2 separate regions of the Mus musculus genome follow, and region 2 is linked to region 1. A link is a contact called in public HiChIP or PLAC-seq data. All regions are on one chromosome and are shown on one strand. Each heading gives the region's core, a stretch centred on a gene start, on an enhancer-like site or on the middle of the called end of the contact. The rest is flanking DNA. Distances are from core to core; before and after follow the strand shown. Region 1 has its middle 36 kb from the start of Rgs8. Region 2 overlaps C230024C17Rik (RIKEN cDNA C230024C17 gene).

Evidence for each region. HiChIP or PLAC-seq counts read pairs in DNA pulled down with a chosen protein or histone mark.
Region 2: a BATF HiChIP or PLAC-seq map of CD8 T cells shows a contact between it and region 1, with 28 read pairs. The contact joins two enhancer-like sites. A contact is called at or near these places in 14 of 39 promoter capture datasets (3T3-L1-derived adipocytes, the C10 cell line, the HPC-7 cell line and 10 more), 1 of 15 datasets of contacts at CTCF or cohesin (CD8 T cells), 2 of 484 Hi-C or Micro-C datasets (bone marrow-derived macrophages and regulatory T cells), 11 of 115 datasets of contacts at active chromatin or transcription factors (the 230-238 cell line, CD8 T cells, the HPC-7 cell line and 7 more) and 4 of 9 other capture datasets (adipose tissue, liver, macrophages and 1 more).

Annotation. Positions count from the first base shown.
Region 1 is chr1:153,614,238-153,620,461 of GRCm38.p6, forward strand. It overlaps the pseudogene Gm6652. Among named protein-coding and RNA genes, the nearest start is that of Rgs8, 36 kb to the right of the region's middle. Within about 2 kb of position 3,179, at least 30 of the 459 cell types and tissues checked have an H3K27ac peak or open chromatin away from gene starts, as enhancers often do. A contact at or near this core is called in CD8 T cells and regulatory T cells, where this site is marked.
Region 2 is chr1:153,720,702-153,726,925 of GRCm38.p6, forward strand. C230024C17Rik (RIKEN cDNA C230024C17 gene) reads right to left here. Exons shown (of 3, transcript NR_046171.1): 3 at 539-3,396. Among named protein-coding and RNA genes, the nearest start is that of C230024C17Rik, 14 kb to the right of the region's middle. Within about 2 kb of position 2,855, at least 29 of the 459 cell types and tissues checked have an H3K27ac peak or open chromatin away from gene starts, as enhancers often do. A contact at or near this core is called in CD8 T cells and regulatory T cells, where this site is marked.

The DNA.
Region 1 (6,224 bases), core at 1,929-4,428:
CCTACACTGTGTCTCACAACCACTCTTAACTCCAGTTCCAGAGGATCTGAGACCCTCCTCTGGTCTCTGTGGGCACCAGGCATACATGTGAACACACACACACACACACACACACACACACACACACACACACACACGCACATGCACACACAGAGGCAAAATGTTTACACACAAAAACAAAATTAAAAAAAAATATAAAAACCATTTCGTTTCATTATCACATCATCCTGGCATCATCGGTTGCTAAAAGGGGATGGATGAGGAAGATTGGAACAAGAGAGGAAGTTATTGTGTAATTCATCTTAGCATCCCAACTGCTGATGGGTGTACATGGCCCTGGGAGGCTAGTGAGTCATCTACAACCAGGAAGGTCTCAGGTAGCAGAAGCCCCTTGTCAAAGGTCATGGCTACAGTTGTTGGCGGCACAGGAGGCTGCTGTGCTGGACTGTGTAGACAGCGGCCACGTTTAGGCTTTATGACCATCAAAGGCATTAATTTCCGGCTTTGCTGGGGAGGAGGAAATGACAGAGAATGGTATCTTTTAGGAATGTTTAGATTGGTGGCAACATACCTGGCTCCACCCCAAGAGAGAAGGGGGTTATCTGGGGCTGCCAGAGGATGCTTGTAAGCATTCTGCAAAGGAAAACTTAGTAAAACCCAAAGCAGTTTTCTTAAAAAAAAAAAAGTTTTTAAGAACCTGAGGATTTTTTTCTGGAATTAGCATTCTACAGACAGAAATGAAATTCTTTCCCAAGGACAGGCAGCCCCAGCTTACTGCAATTAAGTCAAAATTGCAAACACCAAGCTGCGTAGAAGCCACCCGCAGCAGTGATGCACCCAGACGGTAAGAACCCTGAGCAGAGATGGAGAGGGCTCAGTGAGTAAGATCACTGACCAACCTGGGCATGGTGGCCTCACCTTTAATTCCAGTACTTGAGAGGTGGAGACAAGCAGAGCTCTGTGAGTTTGAAGCTAGCTGGGTCTACATAGTGAGTTCCAGGACAGCCAGGGCTCCATAGTGAGATCCTTTTAAAACCAAAACCAAACCCAAACCAAAAGAAACCAGCAGAGCTGTTCTTGTGGAGGCTCTGGGTTTGATTCCCAGAACCACATGGGGACTCACAACTATCTGTAACTCTAGTCTCTGGGGCTCTGATGCTCCACTCCCCCCTCCCCCCAACCAGACGCTCACTCAGCAGGTATGTGTTGTACAGACATACACACACGAGGGACATCCATACAGGAAGGAAGGGAGGAAAGGAGGAAGGAAGGATGAAGGATGCAGGAAGGAAGGATACACAGGAACTCCTAGTGGTTTCAGAAGCAGAGGCAGATGTTACCTTGTAACTAAGTGTTCACAACTTATTCATGATTTCTTCCACCCTGCACCGTTTGAAATGTGTATACATAAATGTTTTTCGTAAATTGCTAGTTTAACGTTTTGATAATGGAGTCATGCTATTTTATTTTAAAAGCTCAACCAGCGTATCCTTCTTTTACCTGCAATAATGGAGCTTGGTTGAGTCTTATTGCATTAATGAGTGGCCCATCTCACTAGCATTTCAGGGACGCATTCTATCAACTGAGTTTCCCCCTCCCCCAAGTGTGTGTGTGTGTGTGTGTGTGTGTGTGTGTGTGTGTGTGTGTGTTGGAGAGCAACATGCTGGTAAAGGAGAGACATTTTGTAGGAGACTGACTGCCAAAGTTAACTTCAGCATGTTACGTAGTGATGTGTGCAGTGTGTCATGGGCAGTGTGTGAGGTCAGAGGATAACTTACAGGACTTGGTTCTCCCCACTCCCACCTCAGCAGCCAAGCCGCAGCCTCTGCCCGGGTCTTCCTTGATTTCAAATACTTTTGAAAAGTATTAAGTTTTGGTGTGACTGGTTGGGTGACACCTAGAGACACCTTCCAGAGGGCCAGAAGCTTCCTGGCACACAGGAACGTGACTGAGAGACACGCGGAGTAGTCCACACTATTCCTGTCTCAGCTTGCCTTCAGCAAGTCCCTAAAATGCCCTTTCCCTAGGTGCAGAAAACCACTCTTCTTTCCTTGGCTCTTGACAGCATGGCTGAAATGGCAGCTGTGGCCATTTCAGTCATTCTGGGTGATGGAGACTAAAGCATGCCCAACAAAAGTAGAGATAAGAGAAGCATCCTTTGAGAGGGGAAGTGGGAGAGAGTAATTTTGATGGCATCCTTAGATCCAGTTATAACCAGCATTGAAGTTAGCTTTTCAGTTACACGAGCTCTTCCCTTTTCCCTTCTCTTCAGGTCATCCCAACTCCTAGAACCTGGTGCGTGGTAGGCACTAAATAAGTATTTGTGAAATGCAGGAGCAACGTGAGCTGTTAATCTAATTTTTAAAAAAGATTTATCTCTTTATTATATGTAAGTACACTGCAGCTGTCCTCAGACACACCAGAAGAGGGCGTCAGATCTCATTACAGATGGTTGTGAGCCACCATGTGGCTGCTGGGATTTGAACTCAGGACCTCTGGAAGAGCAGTCTGTGCTCTTAACCACTGAGCTATCTCTCCAACCCCCTAATTCTTTATTCTTTAAATTTTTATTATTATGATGTGTGTGTGTGCAGATGTGTTATTATGGCCTGTATGTGAGAGGCAGAGGACCATGAGTAGAAATCCATTCTATCCATTCTCTCCTTCCTCCATAGGAATACTAGGGATCAAGCTCACATCACTCAGTGTCACATTGCCAGTGCTGGCTCTGTTACTTCAAAGCAGAGGAGTTCTTACTAAATCAAGAGGATTAAAAGTATAAATACATGTGCACGTAGGTGTGGAAGTATATATATATATGTACATATTTATGTGTATATACAATTATAACCATGTGTGATGGTGACTCTTGATTGTCATCATAACTGGATTTAGAATCACCTAGGAGATATGTCTCTGTGACCAGACAACACACACTTCTTTCTGTCGCCAACGCTCTAATTGAGCTGCTGTAGTCTAACTTGTCACGACGGACTAACTCTCCAACTGCAAGCCAGAAGAAGTCCTTCCTTCCTTAAGTTGCTTTTCTGCACAAAGTGAGAAAAAAGTAACCAATAAGCCAAGGTGGAACTGAAGTGCTACCAAGCAGTGCTCGATGTTTTCTGTTGATAAGCTCACAGGACGGAGCAGAGAGGGAACCCCAGAACAGGAAGGATGCACTGGGCATGCGCAGAACTCAGAAGTGCTGTGGTCCTCCTGCCTGTCAAATGATGGTCACGGGCACAATGTTGAACAGACCGAGTGGGTTTTGGAAACTTTAGAACTTTTTGGTAGCCACAAAGGAACCAATGGAAGATTGAGAAGGAGGTGAGGTGTTACCCGTTACACAGTTTCAGCAGCAAACCGGAAGCTTCTACCTTAACTGTTATACACTCCTACATAGTAGGGACTCAAGACCACATAGCACATTAGACAAGATGTTTAGTGAAAGAGCTTTCGAATTTATGCCATGTAGGCCACTTTTATGACTAGTCATTTTCCGATGATGGTCTGTGGTTAGACACAGTCATTCTCAAAAACATATTTGTAATTTCTGGTACTCTAAAATAGAAATGTGTAGGCCCAAGGGAAGACAACGGAAGCAAAAGAAGAAAAATCTAGAGAAAGCTTTTTGGTGTAGATCTGTTGTTTTTTTAAAGATGAGTTTAATAAAAAAATATTTAAGTATTAATCATATATTTAGTATTGTGAATAAAGTATTTAAGTGTTTACCAGTATTAAAGTGATCAAATAAATTCAAAGAGACATGCCTTTCAGAAGAGACAGGAATTGAGTGAGCAGTTCAGAAACTGGAGTCTGTTATGAAAACTGGCTGGCACCATTTGTTGAAAATGCTGTTTTTTTTCCCACTGGATGGTTTTTGCTCCCTTGTCAAAGATCAAATGACCATAGGTGTGTGGGTTCATTTCTGGGTCTTCAATTCTATTCCATTGGTCTACTTGTCTGTTGCTATACCAGTACCATGCAGTTTTTATCACAATTGCTCTGTAGTACAGCTTTAGGTCAGGCATGGTTTTTCCACCAGAGGTTCTTTTATTGTTGAGAAGAGTTTTTGCTATCCTAGGTTTTTTGTTATTCCAGATGAATTTGCAGATTGTCCTTTCTAATTTGTTAAAGAATTGAGTTGGAATTTTGATGGAGATTGCATTGAATCTGTAGATTGCTTTTGGCAAGATAGCCGTTTTTACTATATTGATCCTGCCAATCCATGAGCATGGGAGATCTTTCCATCTTCTGAGATCTTCTTTAGTTTCTTTCTTCAGAGACTTGAAGTTCTCATCATACAGATCTTTCACTTCCTTAGTTAGAGTCACGCCAAGGTATTTTATATTATTTGTGACTATTGAGAAGGGTGTTGTTTCCCTAATTTCTTTCTCAACCTGTTTATCCTTTGTGTACAGAAAGGCCATTGACTTGTTTGAGTTAATTTTATATCCAGCTACTTTATTGAAGCTGTTTATCAGGCTTAGGAGTTCTCTGGAGGAATTTTTACGGTCACTTATATATACACTATCATATCATCTGCAAAAAAGTGATATTTTGACTTCTTCCTTTCCAATTTGTATCCCCTTGATCTCCTTTTGTTGTCGAATTGTTCTGGCTAGGACTTAATTTGCTAAACACATGAAACTCAAGAAGAATGAAGACCAAAGTGTGGACACTTTGCCCCTTCTTAGAATTGGGAACAAAGCACCCATGGAAGGAGTTACAGAGACACAGTTTGGAGCTGAGAGGAGAGAATGGACCATCTAGAGATTGCCATATCTGGGGATCCATCCCATAATCAGTCTCCAAACGCTGACACCATTGCATACACTAGCAAGATTTTGCTGAAAGGACCCAGATATAGCTGTCTCTTGTGAGACTATGCCGGGGCCTAACAAACACAGAAGTGGATGCTCACAGTCAGCTATTGGATGGATCACAGGGGCCCCAATGGAGGAGCTAGAGAAAGTACCCAAGGAGCTAAAGGGATCTGCAACCCTATAGGTGTAACAACAATATGAACTACCCAGTACCCCCCAGAGCTCGTGTCTCTAGCTGCATATGTATCAGAAGATGGCCTAGTCGGCCATCAGTGGAAAGAGAGGCCCATTGGTCGTGTAAACTTTATCTGCCTCAGTACACGGGAACACTAGGGCCAAGAAGTGGGAGTGGGTGGGGGACTTTTTGGATAGCATTGGAAATGTAAATGAAATAAATATTTTTTTTTAGGCTCTCCGCTTATGAGTTTATTATTTTTACCATTCAAAAGAAAGTTCTGGATTTACGGCCTCCCCTTCTAGCCATTTAGCTCTCGGATGCTGAGAGAGTGGGCTGAGGGCATAGATCAATTCACATCTAGGGGTTTTGGTCATTGGGGTCACACTTGATCATAACTTTCAGCCCCACTCCCTTTTTGGCTGTTTCAAAGGCTTCAACTGCCTTCTCCAGGGGGAATCTGTGGGTAACTAAGGGCTTTACATTCAACGTCTTTGATGCAAGCATGGAAATTGCCATCGGCCACGTGTTGCAGTATCGAAACACGCCTTTGATATCCACTTCCCGAATGGCTGCGTGCACCAGGGGTAAATTGACCATCTCGGCGCCCATTCCCACAATCACCAAGGTCCCACCAGAGTGAGTGGCATAGATGCCCGTCTGGATGGAGGACTCGGCTCCTGTGCACTCAATGGTAACCTCCGGCTTGCTTCCCAGCAGGCTTTCCACCTTACTGGCAATTTCCTGAGGGGTCTCTTTGCCAACCTGGATGGTAAAGTCTGCTCCAACTTCCTTGGCTTTGGTCAACCGAGAAGCGGATAGGTCAGTCACCACAACTTGAGCAGCTCCCATTGCTTTGGCCACAAGCAAAGTGACCATCCCAACTGGCCCAGCGCCACACACAAGGACCTTGTTCCCCAGGGAAACTGAACCTCGACGGCAGGCATAGATTCCCCACAGAGAGAGGTTCAATCAGGGCCCCTTCTTCAAAAGTGACACTGTCAGGAAGCTTGTAGCAGAAGTCAGCATTGTGCTTGTAGAAGCGGCAGAGGTTTCCATCATCCGGGGGCGTGGCACAGAAGAAGATAGTTGGCGTCAGGTTGTACCGGCCAATCTTGCAGTGCTCATCTACTTCTCGGGGAACGCCAGGCTCGATGGCAACCCGATCTCCTGGTTTCAGATGTTTCACCAACTCTCCTACTTTTGTGACTGTTCCAGCAGCC
Region 2 (6,224 bases), core at 1,605-4,104, 110 kb after region 1:
CCACTTTCTCACCTACCAGATGGCCTTAGGACACACTAGAAGCTCTGTAGGACAAAGTGTTCTGGCCACAGATGACCCAGACCTCGACTCTTCCTCCTCTACCTCTTCTTTTCTTCTGTCTGTCTCTCTCTATCAGTCTCTCTGTCTGCTTACGTCCCAGGCCACCCCACCCCCCACCCCAACTCCTGAGTACTGGGATTAAAGGTGTGTACAACCATATCTCTCCCTTTCTCTCTCTCTCTCTCTCTCTCTCTCTTTTTCTCTTTCTCTCTCTCTTTCCCCACCCCCATCTATAGCCAATACTTATCTGGAATCTGCTATGTAGCCTAGTGTTATGGGAAATATTAAAAAAAAAAAAAGAAAACTGACCGGCAGGCTTCCCATGCTACCACCAGCATCCAGTGGCTGCATGCCAGGTGATCTCAGCTCCGCCTCTCTGGGCCGGAGCTCCTGAGTCCCTTGGCGGATCGTTGCCACACCAGTCCCACACAACGGCCATCCACCCATCAACCCAGTCAAAACAAAACCATAGAAGCTTATAATTAACCAAACATTTTTATATAGCAATAAATTCTCGATTCACAAGATGCCAATACAATAATTTCAGAACCAATTGATAATGATAAAAGCTGTCCATCTAGATTAGACAAATATCCCAATGATATTTCTATCTTTCGTGTCATAACTACCTGTGGCTAATTAAAGCCATGCTGGTTTAGGTTCTTCTTCCTGTTCGTCCGCTTCCATCTTGGCCTCCCTCCTTCTCCCTGAGTCGCTGGCTGACTTAAAACTCATAATTTTCTGCCTTGGCCTCTCAAGACCTGGGACCACAGGCATGAACCACCATGTTTGATTACACCAGTGATTTCTCAGCTGATGCCTGACAAGAAGGCCGAGTATATTTCAGTTGGTTCTAGACTACTCTGTCTTGCTCACTGGAGAGTCCTCCTCCTCTTGCCTTAAACTGTGGAGATCATATTTTGTTGCTACTCAAAACACACTTCGGTCCTCACTAATGAATTGCATTTGACACAACACAGTCCTGAACGTGCCTGCCTTTGTCTGGTTTCCTGATGTCTCTCTGCCTTTGGCAGCCTGTTTTCTTGCACTATGGTTTTCTGAAGCAACAGTTGCATAAATACTGTTTACTGCTAAGCAGAGTAGTACTCTCTAATTACACATTAATTCTTACACTTAATAGAATTTTTCTTGTCTTTCCTGGAGCTAATGATTGCCTCTTTTTGGGGGTTTTTGTTTGTCTAGTAATAGCCAAACTCTCTCCCATGTCTCCAGAGGTCTGAAACACTGCTCAGAGCTTTTGCCCCACTGATAGCTACCAACTCATCGGGCGTGTACTTTCCCAATCAGACATCCTCTTGGGTCCTCTGACCCCATACTCAGAGTTGGCCGGTCTCCTGGTCAGCTGCCTAGTCTCTTGCTCTTTCCTTTGCTGAGTTCCTGCGAATTCTTATCTTTCCCATCTCTGACTCTGTCTCTCTGTTGCCGTATTTCAACAGAGCATATTTCCAGTGTAGTTTCTGAGAAGGGATGCCTGAGAGATAATCGCTTCTGAGATTTTTTTTTTTGAAACAGAATCTTTCTTATGTGCTTCAGGGCTGAGTTCCAGCTCACTGAGTGACCAAGGATGATCCTTCTGTCTCCACCTCTCCAGTGCTGAGAGGGGTGAGCCTCCTTATGCCAGGTTCATACGGGGTTGGTGATCTAACCCAGGACTTCATGCATGACACAACACTCTCAGTGGAGCGACATCCTCAGCTTCTGAAAACTCTTCTGATAATCAGAAACAACAATAAAAACAAACATCCCCACCCCCACCAATCAACCAGCCAGCCAACCAACCAGCCAACCAACCAGCCAGCCAGCCAGCCAGCCAAGCAGAAACCTCTTCATTCTCTGCTTACTCTTGCCGTGGTTGGTTTATAATCCTCACTGGGAGTTTGGAATGTTACTCTACCTTGTCATCTGCTTTCAGTATAATTCTTGATGCCACACTGACTCCCAGCCTTCTCTGGGGTCTGTGTCCCCGACCTCCACGTTTCTACACGCTTCTAAACCTTCAGGATCCCCTTTGTATCCCAGGACTCTATATGTGCAATGAGGTTGGATTTCTCCATTCAGTATGTGCATCTGATAGGCCTTGCATGGTGATTTATTTACACTTCAGAATGATATTTTCTGCTTTATCTCTTTGATAATGTCTGCTACTCTTTTTTTTTTCTTATCCTACCCCCTAGAATTCCCATTAGAAAGGAGACTTCTTTTTACAAAAAATTCATTTATCAGCTTTATTGTGTGTGCTCAGGATGTGTTTGTGAGTGTGAGCAGTGCTTTTGGCGTGTGTGCGGGAGTCACGCAACAGTTTCTTCGAGTCAGTTCTGTCCTTCCACACTGGGTTTCAACTCAGGCTGTCAGGCTTGAGTGACAAGTCCCTTTAACCCCAGAGCCATTGCTGGCCCTTGAAATAAGACTTCTTAAGTTTTGTCTACTTTTCTTCTCCCTCGCTGTCAAGTTCTACAGAGAAGCATGGCAGCGGGACTTCAGGTGAGCCGTCCTTTAGTAGCGCAGGCCGCCCGCATCGGGAGAAGCTGGGGTAGGAGAGTCAATAGCCCACAGAGGAGATTTCTTACTTCCTATACTTTGAACAGAGAGGGGTCTCTGGCTAGCGGATAAGACGCTGCTATGAGGTGACTATGCTGTGGGACTGTCTCTCCTAGGAGCAAAGTGAGATCACAAGCCAGCCTGGCTGGGCGTGTGGGCGGTGGCAGTGAGGGCATCCAGTCACCCTTTCCAACCAGGTGGCATCTGTGTTCTAAAGGTCACAGTGAGGAGCCTGTCTGCGGTGGAGAGAGGTGACAGAGAGGCTAAGCCCCCCTCTACAGTCACAGCATCTGCGATCTGTCTGTATCTTCTTGCAACTTCTGTGGGATTTCCCCAGTATTGCCCAGTACTGACTACTTCCGGTGGGGGTTGGGGTGGGTGCGTGGTAACTTTTTGTTTTTAAGACTTTGTAATTTGGTGCACGGAGCCCTTGCCACGCCCAGCTGAGTTTGATGGCATCAATTGGCTTCTGGTGAAGGATGCTGGGGGAGCGGGGTTTGGGGGGACGAGGAGGTGGCAGGGATGTAGCAGCGCTGTCAGCTGTCACGTAATCGCAATAAGGGTGCCGGAGTTTAGAGGTGCACTTTTGCCTCTCCTCGGATGAGACTGTCTCATGCATTTGTGAACCAAAACATGGAACTGGTTTCTATTTTTAAAAAGACCTTGTCAGCAATCCTAATACTGCTATCAATATAGTCATTGATAAAGCTGCATGTGCCGGTGTTTTGATTGGACTGGTGATAGTCCTTTCCCAAATATGTCTTCAAGCAGTTTTATCTGAAAACCCAAGGGTCAATAAATATTGGATTTAGAATAGTGTAATGATATAGTCTGTTTGACGACTACAGATTTCAATTGGATTTTATTTACATTCTCCAATCAAAATAGTTAGTAATATATTTTTGATGAGCTTAATTTTGAAGAATCTTATATTTATAAACTCAAAAACCAAAAGACAGAAGAAACATAGTGGTATAAAAACTTTCCAGGTGGACCTAAAAGATGATGAAAAAATAGACTTCATATTAAAAATAACCCTAAGATGGGCTATTATCACTGAAACTGAAGATAAAAGATGTGTCTGCCACAAGTAAAGAGCATATCTGAGCAATGATTTTTGTGAATGAAGCAACTATCAATAACGAGTGAACATTGATAGAGATTCACATACTGCGACTTAGAACCGATAGGAAAACAAACCAGAGACCTTCCCCTCTGCATCATGAAAACCCCTTTCCTGCAGACTGACCCGCTATGTGTATGTATATATGTATGTATGTATGTATGTATGAATATATATATATAACATATATATTATATATTCCTTAATATGTTGTTTGCTAAAAATCTATATACAATTTTCTTTTTAAATAAAATTTAGCTGAAGACAACTGTACAACTGTATTTTATTAATAAACTGAAATCAACCAAAATAAAACTCATTTTTCCCCCTGCTTCATTAGAAAACGAAATACTGTATTCTTTTTTTATACATTCACTATTTTCTGCTGTTTTTTTTTTTTTCTGGGTACTGAGGAGGAGTTTTGTTCTCTTCTAGTTTGTCTTTTTACTCTGTTCCCTGCATTTTTTTGTTTTTTTGTCCCTCCCCATCCCTTCCCCTGTCCCCCAACTCCTGTCTCCGATTCTTTCTTCAGTCCACTAGAACCCATGCTCCACCTCCATCCCCACCCCAGGCTCTCGTCCTAACCTTGGTTTTCTTTAGCTTTTTTCTTTAAATTTGAGGCTCGGCTCTAAGGCCTGGTGACCCTTGGTTGGTCTGCAATATTCAAGAGGGTGTGACTTTCAGACCATTGGCTCATTTCCCCACCAGCAACCCTCAACTTCAGCCCCTGTGAGTATCTTCTCTGGAGTGGTTTGCCTCCTTGGAAAGAGATTGTCCTGGGGCTAGGGCAGGGAGGAATAGCCATCTACCAAAGCAGGGGAAGGTAGGAGTTGTGTCTGGGCAGTGTCTCCAAGGGATTGACAACATCCCTCGGAGGAATGGTTGGAAGGCAAAAGATGGCACAGGTGCCTTTGACCAAGAGAACTGCTGAAGTTATGAGCAGTGGAGGACACTGGACTCAAAGCACTTACCACAGAATGTCAGTGGAAAATAGAGGGAAGGAAAGATCCAAGACCTTACACAGGGCTGCACATGCCTGCAATTGATGTCTTGGCATTGTGACCCTGGTGTCATTCATGGGGGAGTATTGGGGGGAAAGGTTAGACGTCTCATTTTGAACTAGCGCTCTGTAGAGTAAGCGCTCTGACTGAGACATTAAGATGAGCTTTGGGAAATAAAACATAGTCATGTGCTGAGACTGATAACCGGTATATGCACATTTACATATAAACAACACCAAGGTCATCAAATAGCAATAGTGTGAAAGAAATTTCCAGGGCTGAAGAGGGAGGAGCAGGCTCTGGATGGGCTATTAGCAGTACATTCTTGGTCTAGCCTGTGTCCACCACTGGAGGATTCTGGACAATGTTTCTACTTCCTGAAGTCACACATTGGTCCTACAACTGAAAAGGGGGCGAATGTTGCAGAAACTGCAGAACTTATGGAGAGGATTTCAGTGGTTTCAGGATAGGAATTACATGTAGGGGTCCCCATATGCACAAATGGAACAGATGTAACGTGTATGTGTGTGTGTGTGTGTGTGTGTGTGTGTGTGTGTGTGTGTGTGTGTGTGTGAGTGTGTGTGTGCACCCCAGGTGCAGTTATTTAGGAGTCCTTCAAGACATGGTTTCACTATGTAGCTGTCTTAGTTAGGGTTTTACTGCTGTGCACAGACACCATGACCAAGGCAAGTCTTATAAGGTCAACAGTTAATTGGGGCTGGCTTACAGGTTCAGAGGTTTAGTCTATTATCATCAAGGTGGGAGCATGGCAGCATCCAGGTAGGTCATCTGCAGGCCTGACCTCCAGGCAGCTAGAAGTAGGGTCTTAAAGCCCATACCCACAATGATATGCCTATTCCAACAAGGCCATACCTCCAAATAGCACCACTCCCTGGGCCAAGCATATTCAAACTATGACAGTAGCCCTGGCTGGTCAGGAGCTTGATATTGTAGACCAGGCTGGCCTCAAACTCACAGAGATCTTCCTGCCTCTGCCTCCTGAGAGAGAAACCTTGAGAGATGTGAGAAGTAGGGTCATTTCCAGTCTACCTGGAGGTCTCTAGGTGGAGACTTAGTATGTCTGGAGATTAAGTCAGTGTCTTGGCCAAGTGCCTGGGTGTCACAGAGATGGCATACTGACAGGGAGGCACACAGGAGGGCATTGACAGGACTGGACACTCTGAGCCCTGCTGGGAGACAGCTCACGCTCCCCGCCTCCATCGCCCTCAGAGCCTCTGTGCTGAGGCAATGTGTCACCATATTTTCGGCAGCTCTGCTAAATTGTGTCTCATAGACATGCACGCGCTCGAGAGAGAAATCTCCAGAGGTTTACACGTTTGATTCACACCTAACGCAGCAGCTGTCTGCTGCCAGGGGAAACACTTGTGTGTTGATTCTCAGTAGCAGCCGGGGACAGCGTCTTCAGCCTTGTAACCATCTGCCCGTTTTGCTGCTCTGGCCTTAGAGAAAGCGTGAGCGCT